Regions from separate parts of the Capsicum annuum genome. Here region 2 is linked to region 1. The links are chromatin contacts, called in public Hi-C maps. All regions are on one chromosome and are shown on one strand. Each heading gives the region's core, a stretch centred on a gene start, on an enhancer-like site or on the middle of the called end of the contact. The rest is flanking DNA. Distances are from core to core; before and after follow the strand shown.

Region 1 (4,275 bases), core at 1,699-4,198:
TAAAGGTACTAACTAGGCCAACACTTGAACTAATCCTCGAGCACCTACTTTCTCTGAACCAACTTGGGTGTGGTAACTCCACCACCTGGATCGATAAATGGTGAAAATTCAACTAATCTTGCCATTTATTGGGATGCGAACAATGGTATTGCACATTTTAGATAAACACACCTACCAACCTCAAGTTGTTCAACCAAATCATTTGGACTACTTCATCCTACATTTTGTTAAGTCCATCCATATCCAATCAGAAATCTTTCAATATAAAACACCAGTCTTTGTAGTCAACACCAATTAGAACTTCCACTGCCTCTCTAACGTACAGATTACTTATTACTCATTTAGGAATAAATAAATTTAAAAATTCACACGAGCTACTGGCCAAAGTATTCACTGTTAAGTAAAATTATATTGGGATTAATAAGAATAGCCAAGGATTCTCTTATCGGTCAATGAGATCATATGTTTCAGGACTCAATTCCTCTGGAACTCCAGGCCAGGGTATATTATGATTGAGAATATTGTGAATATTTTCTGAATATAAGAAAAGGTTAATATAAAAGTTAGAAGCACTTATGCAAAAACATCAACGTATATATCAGAAAGAGAAAAACAGAAAGCCCTCAAAGAGTGCTGCTGCCAGCAATTAACTGTTTATAGAAGCGATTTGAAAGAGAATTTTGAGAGAGCTGGGTTTTAATTTTGGGGTTTTATTCTTTTAATTATAATAATAAATATTAAAAGATAATAAATATATTTTTTGACTTTACATTTAATATAGTGACATACCATTATTTTTAATAATAAATATTAATTTATTAAAATTGTAGCGACCTCACGAGGTCGCAATATTTAAAATTTTATTGACTCGCTTCATATTTTATAATTGTCTTTTGGCGATTTTATAATTGTCTTTTGGCGCTAACTTTTTCGCCTTTTATTTTTGACCTCTTAAATGCCTAATATTATGTTGCTGAAATTTTTTATCATTTACCGACTTCATGAAGTCTCTTCATTTAAAAATAAAATAAAAAAATAAATTAAGGGGAAAAGCGACCTCCTGAGGTTTCTTATTTTCTACCTATTTTGAGGTCTTTTTTTTTTTTTTTTTGCCGCTTTTTGCAACTTTTTTAGTAGTGGATAACTAATAATAATTATCATTTTTCTATTCTCATAATACCCCTAGAGAAATTATTTTGAGGTGATATTTTATTCTAAAATATATGCTCCCCTAATACTTTTGAAAATATTGTTTTGAGATGGTGTTCAATTTAAAAAGAAAAAGTAAATAAACAAAATAATATAATTTTCTAACAAATACTTTATCATTAATCTAATTATAAAGTTGAAATTTTTCACATAGCTTCAGTATAAAATGTTAAATATTAATATTACAAATAATATTAAAAAAATATAGCAATTTTGAAAAGAGTAAATAAAAAAAATAATATAATTTCCTAACAAATACTATATCATTAATCTAATTATAAAATTGAAATTTTTCACATATCTTCAATATAAAATTTTAAATATTAATATTACAAATAATATTAAAAAAAATATAGCAATTTTGAAATTAAAATCATAAATAAAACAAGAAAATAACAAAGACACACTAACCGAAAAAAATAATCAGCTTTGTATATTATAAAATAATTTAAATTAGGCATAATAACAAATAAGTTAATATATTAACCTAAATTATTATCAACAATTTAAACCAATTTCAAATAATATATTAAAGAAAAACTAAACTAATAATTCATTACTACTTCACTGCAAACTATAATTAATATCTGGAGGACGCACTAGAGTCTAAAAAAGTGGAGGGTAAAATATAAAAGCGCCCCCAATAAGTTTTGACCCCCAACCTTTTGTCTAATTGAACCATCTTCTACCATTGAGCTGCACCTTTTTACTAAAAAAGTGAGTTCATTTTATGTACATATACATTTGTTCAGAAAATTAATACACGTAAAATGAAAAAAAAAAATATGATGAAGCGGGTTCAAACTAAACCCGCTTGAATCAATGTGGGTCCGCCCCTGGTTACATGTCATGTAGGGTTATATTGACGTAATTTTTAGGTGTCTTGTGTACGATGCAAGTTATTTTCATGAAAATAAATTATTTTGAAATATTTTCTATATTCACAAAATAAATTAGGAGTTACTTTTATTAGATATATAAGTTTTGGAAATAATAATAGTTGGTAGGGAATGATAATTTTCGTAGGATGTGCGATTAGAGACTCAAAATAAAATTTCTTATCATGTTCAGCTTGTCATTTTCCAAGTATCACATTCACTTGATCTAGGCAATAGCTAACACCTAGTTTAAAGCAAATTAACTTATTAATTTAAAATCCTTTTTCATAAGCAACTTTTCCCAATTTTCGCTATGTATACCCGTGAACAATCTTAAGAGATGTTACTACCCGTTTGTCCATAGATCTTAATTATTCCAAAAAATATGAATAATATTTGAAGATTATTAATTTTGAATAAGTACTTATTTATCAAATTGATTTATTATTTCAACTTCAAATTTGAAATATAGAATTTGAAAGATAGGTTTTAGTGGGGTTTAATAGAGCTATTTAAACTATGTTTTCATATTCATATATACCAATCTTCAACGTGATATCCTTTTTCAACTTAACTTCGAATAGTAATACTAGTTTTTTAAATATCAATCAATTCATGTACAAAGACATTTATAATATATCTTTCAGCGGAAATTCATGACAATCTTTTTGGTACAATATCTTTCCATAAGAAACAAAAAGTTCAAGCAAACTTAACAATAATAGACTTAAGAATGAACATAAAATCTTGTAGAATCTAATGTCCTTTGATGCCTAATTATTGGACTAATCATGATGAATATGTAAAGGACCACTAATCTGCTTGGTCCTTTACAATCAAAAGATTGGTTAATTACAATTAATTAATGTTACTATTAAACAATATCCCCTTTATCACAAGGCAAGGATCTCTTATGATCCATATTGGTTTCACCTTTACCGGTCAAGAAACTATATGTCTGTTTGTCTTGTTTTTATTTCACCATTCCTTGTTCTCTCATTAAACGGTAGTTGGGGCGGTGAGTTTACATGTCACGTGATATTTATCTCAGCGAAATATAAGGCCACTTGGGCCGGTGTTTGTCATGTTGGAGTGCCTACATGGAGAAGGGGTATTTTTACATCAATTTTGTAGCGTCAGGAGCAATGGTCAGGGGTGAATCTACGTGGCGGTGAGGGAGTTCACCCGAACCCCCTCAACCGAAAAATTACATTATATATATAAGGTCAAATTTAAATTATATAGATATAATGGTTTTAATGAACCCCTCAATATAACTGAAATATATGGCTCAATGGTCAAGGGGAATTCATTTCAGTGCTTTAAGTTGTGGGGTTGATTGGTAGTTTTTTGAAAACTTTTTCTCCTTCTCATTCCTTTATATGTTAATGAGTAGTTGGGCTTTGGCTTTTTTCACTCTGACAATTGAGCCTTGATTAACAGAAATTAATTAGCTCATTTAATTCATTTATGTATGTTTATTATTTACTTAAAAATTATTTATTTATTGTTTTTTCAAGTATAAATATTGAGCCTAAAATATTTTGTTCAAAAATTTTATATAGTTGGAATGAAAAATATTTCAATACATATAATTTTTTCATGCTTTTAGTATTAGTTTAAAGTAATAGCTAGATTTATATAACTTTCAAATTAATTATCAAATCCCTCCCCCACCCCCCACCCCACCCCCAAAAAAAAAAAAAGACAACAACAACATATTATGTGTATCTCTTTTTATGCGTTTTATGTCACGTTTGTTCAAAATAGTTTCATATATTTGACTAATTTTACATAATATAGAAAATTTTGAATTTGTCAACTTTTATAGATTATTTGATCGAATTACATAGTTCGTTCTTTTAAATTATATTTTATCATTCAACATATTAATATTGATGTCATTCAGTAATTTTTATTTTTATTTTTATTTTTTATTAAGTACTAATTATATATTATAATATAAATAATTCAATACTTGCACATTTTTAAGAACCTCATTTTTTGGTAGGGGATTAATTTGAAGGAATTTTTTTTTGAAATAAAATATAACTTTATAGTGAAAGTAAGAAAAAGGCACGGTATTATTTAAGAAGGACTCACAAAGTAAAACTGAGAAGAAATGTTAAAGAGGCATGATAAGGAAGGTTAAAATTTAGCGGGTGTCCACTTTGCTTTATAATGTAAT
Region 2 (4,367 bases), core at 1,666-4,165, 41 kb before region 1:
ACAATCTGTTCAAGTATTCTATAGCAAGGACAAATAGATAAGGTGACATTGGGTCACCTTGTCTTATACCTCTCTTTCCTTGGAATGCTTCAGTTATGCCACTATTAATGGTTAAGGAATAAGACACAGTAGTTATGTATTCCATAACCCATCCTACTAATTTTCTTGAAAATCCCATCTCTATCATTAATTTTCTTAAGAAAGCCCAGTTAAGTGAATCATATGTTTTCCTTATATCCACTTTGAGTATACATCTTGGAGAAATGTCTTTTCTGTTATAGCCTTTGAATAATTCATGAGTAAAAATAATATTATCTGTAATGCATCTCCCTTCTATAAAGGCTGATTGTACATCCCCTATCAAATCCCCTATACCATTCTTTAGCCTTCTGGTAATCACCTTAGTGATTATCTTATATACTGTTGTACAGCATGCAATAGGCCTGTAATCCTTAACTTGAGTGGGGGAGGGTACTTTGGGAATCATAGTTACAGCAGTACAGTTGATTCTTTTATCCATTACACTACTATTGAAGAAATAAAATATAACATTCAACTCCAAGTGCTTTTTCCATGGGCATTTGCTTGATTGCAGCTTGGACCTCCTCAGGTATTACTTGTTGGATCAAGCACATCTGCTGCTCCCTAGTAAGACAGTAGCTCTCCTGAACTACCTCAGCATTAGGGAAAGGATGCATCTTTCCTTCCTTCCCCATCAGGTTTGAGAAGAATGAAATAAACTCCGCTTCAATGTCCTCAGGTATTGTTAACTTGACCCCATTCTCGTTATATACAAATGTGATGGTGTTGTTACTTGTTCTCATTTTTCATTGTGCATGAAAATATCTTGTATTGGAATCACCACTCTGTATCCAAGAAGCTCTGGGTTTTTGTCTCATTACATATTCTTCTATTCTGCTCTATTTCTCCATTTCTATCAATGTTCTCTTCTCTTGCTCATAAAGTTGGTCATTTGCTTGACCCACTATAAATTTTATTTGTACTACTTCTAATGTTGTCCTGGCAGTCTCTAAGTGTTACTGGTATGCTGTAAGATGATTGTTCAACTCTTTAATAGAACTTGTCACTGCCTTCAGTTTTTTCCAAATAACCTGCATTGGATCCCCAGTTACTCTCTTAGTCCAAACCTCTTTAACCTTACTTTTCAACTCGGGGTGACTCATCACAGTAGAGTATAGTTTAAAAGGTTTTGGATGTAGTGCCCTAGGTATTTGTGAGTTGCAGTTGATCATAATTGGTGAGTGATCAGATACCCCTGGAACCATGTAGTTAGTCTTGATGTGCCCTTGTCTTTGTAACCAACAATAGTTCCCAAAAGCCCAGTCAATTTTCCTATAAATTCTGGATTCTATTGCCTTCTTATTACACCATGTGAAGTGGCATCCTATGCTTCTCAAAGGAGTGAGTTTATTTGCTTCTACCATATCCTAAAATCCATGCACTTCAGCCTGAGTGACTGGATTACCAATTCTATCTCCTGATCTCAACATATTATTAAAATCTCCACAAACCAGCCACTCAGACTTTATCTGACTTCCCTGGCTATAAGTTCCTTCCATAACTCCTGTCGTTCCATCAATTCATTACTGGCATACACTATAGTCAGCATACATGCGAATAATGTGTTTGTATTAGTTGCCATACAATGCATAAACTGATTCCCTATTTGTAGTATCTGCATCTGAATGTGCTTTTGCCAGATAAGCCAGATTCTCCCATTTATAGCATGATTATAGTTAAACTGAGCATTCCAATCTCTAGCTATATTTGTTTTCACTTTTGTAGCATTGTGACTCCTCACTCTAGTTTCAATGATACCCATTATCTCCACTTTATTCTTTTTCAGAAAGAGCTTCAACTCCTTCTGTTTGAAGGGCTTATTAAGCCCTCTGATATTCCAGGAACAAACGATCATGGGGTTAAAACTGATCTCCACCTCGATCATTAGTCTCAGTTTGCTCCCCTGATATTTTCTTTCCTTTCCTTGATTTCTCCATATTCTCCACCATAATAGCAGTAGGAACCACCTGGTTAGCATTCTTACCAGTTTTTAGTATTTTCTCGAACTCAAATTGCTCTACCACTTGATTTTCAGTCCTTGTAATTTCTGGTACTTGGGCCTGCTTAGGGTTAGTCTTATCAGCTTCTTTGACTTCCCATGTCTGAATAATCCTCCAACGTCTGCGGTTCCTCCTCCTTCTCCCCTGTTGTGGTGGAGGGTTGGCCTGCTCTGCTATCTCAGGTACCTTCTTATGAGGACATTCAGCGACTGTATGACCAAAGCTATTACAATCACTGCAGAATTTTGGGATCCAATCGTATGTAATGACTTGTTATATGGTTCCATTGGAGTGCTGAGTTCCACCTACGTTGGTAATGTGTGCCTAATGTCTGCCTCTACTAAAACCCTTGCAAATGATATCCGTTCCATCTCAGCAGTATACTTATCTGTGTACATCAGTTTACCTACGACACTTGCTAATTTACTCAATAATTCTGTCGACCAAAACCCAAGAGGTAGGCTAGGGATATTATTATGTGTTCAACATCTACTTCTACTGATATCTTGGGTGATTATTAATAGGTAAGCAATTTTAGGCAGATGGAGATCAATTATAGAAGAAAAGAAAATAGCACTGGCAATTTTCTGGTAATGTACTTTTTAAGAGTTCTATTTAATTTTTTTAACAGGTTCTTTTATATATTTAGTCCAATCTGATTTGGGCAGGTTAAAAACGTGCTAGACATAAAAACATAAAATGTTCAATATGTAAGAACAAATATTATTTTTAAAGTATTTATGTATAATTTGGATAAATACTATGAGAGGTGAGGGCAGATAGGTAGGGAGTGAGGTGATGGGGATGGGTGAAGGTGAGGTGTGTTGAACGATGATTGGATGAGGAAGATATATACAGTACAATCATCAGAAATAATGTGTGGAACTTGTTTTTCGACTTTTACTAGGGAAGTCATATATTTCCTCATTTCCACAGAACTTGTTTCTTAGAGAAAATATTTTTTCAAAAAATTTAACCAAATGAACAAGGATTTATACAGATTTTTTCTGACATCTTATTTAAGGGGATAAAAAAAATAGATCGAGTGATGAATAATATGGATATTACCCATATAATAGTATATGGATTTTTTAATATTCTCATAATTTTTGGTTATTGGTCATATTGTAGGGAAGTGAAGGTTGCTCAAGACAACTTCAAGAAATGCAGAAAGTAGAAAGAGAGAATAATGGGTATACAGACTTGAAGAAGAAAGGACATTGTCTTGTGCCTATATCTATGTTTATCAACTACCATGGCTGATTTTTTCCCTCTCTTTTTTCTCCATGTATAAAAATCTTGCTTTTTGTTTTTAAAGGATATACTATATAAAAGATAATAATGAAATATTGTGAAAAAAGTACGTCATTTAAAAACTTAAGTTATTAGGAAAATTATATATTTATTTACTTAATTTTGCCTTCAGTACGCCCTTCACGTGTGAATTTAATCCTTATAGGGTTAATTATGTGAAAATTTTTCCTCATAATGCATGGGTTGGGTGGTGAGATGCGAACTCGGGATCTCTGTGATTTTAATATTATGCTTACATATGTGATCTTCTCATTTAAAAATTTAAGTGGTAAAAGAAATCAAGCTTGTGAATAAGTGGAGTTATGATTTTGAGTTTATAAGTTTTTAATTATAGAAAAAATTATTTATTGAGTTCTTAATAAATTATTTATACATATTAAGTAAAATTTTAAACACAAATACATAATTTGAATTAAAACTGCTGAATTCTGCCAAATTCGTAATCAAAGCTTTAGCTTCACCCCTAATTTTATGTGGTTAATTATGCCTTCTGCACTCTTCAGAAGCCAAGGAACCCTAATAAAACATAAATATAAAAGGTCGTTTTTTCCAAAATGATCTTTTAATATAAAATTCCTACTACATGGAAATTGGTTAATTATATTAGGAGTTAATAACTTAATTCCACTTTGGATTTTTATCCTATAAAGTCACTTAACTTTAAACTTTACTCAGAAAGTCACCCAACTTTAGATGTTTTACTCAAAAAGTCACTCAACCTCTTTTATTTATTTTTAACTAATTTTTGCTTATGTAGAATTCTTTTTAATAACAAAATTTTGAAAAATATAAAATATTCATTTAATGACCTTTTTACCCTTTCTTTTATTGGATACCTAAAGGGATATTATCTTGTATTACTATTATAGAAGTACAAAACTTCTAACACCATATGCTAGCAACTCTTTTACCCTCCAAAAGAAAGACATATACGAGAAATTTGTAATTTAATTATAGTTTTAATAGTTAAGA

The links. A called contact is a pair of places that touch in the nucleus more often than the background predicts.
Region 2: a Hi-C map of placenta shows a contact between it and region 1, with 5 times the contacts expected there. The contact joins two enhancer-like sites. A contact is called at or near these places in 4 of 5 Hi-C or Micro-C datasets (bud, leaf, pericarp and 1 more).

Annotation. Positions count from the first base shown.
Region 1 is chr9:200,527,969-200,532,243 of UCD10Xv1.1, reverse strand. No RefSeq gene overlaps it. Among protein-coding and RNA genes, the nearest start is that of TRNAT-UGU, 4.8 kb to the right of the region's middle. Within about 2 kb of position 2,948, at least 1 of the 5 cell types and tissues checked has an H3K27ac peak or open chromatin away from gene starts, as enhancers often do. A contact at or near this core is called in pericarp, where this site is marked.
Region 2 is chr9:200,568,924-200,573,290 of UCD10Xv1.1, reverse strand. No RefSeq gene overlaps it. Among protein-coding and RNA genes, the nearest start is that of LOC124887215, 32 kb to the right of the region's middle. Within about 2 kb of position 2,915, at least 1 of the 5 cell types and tissues checked has an H3K27ac peak or open chromatin away from gene starts, as enhancers often do. A contact at or near this core is called in pericarp, where this site is marked.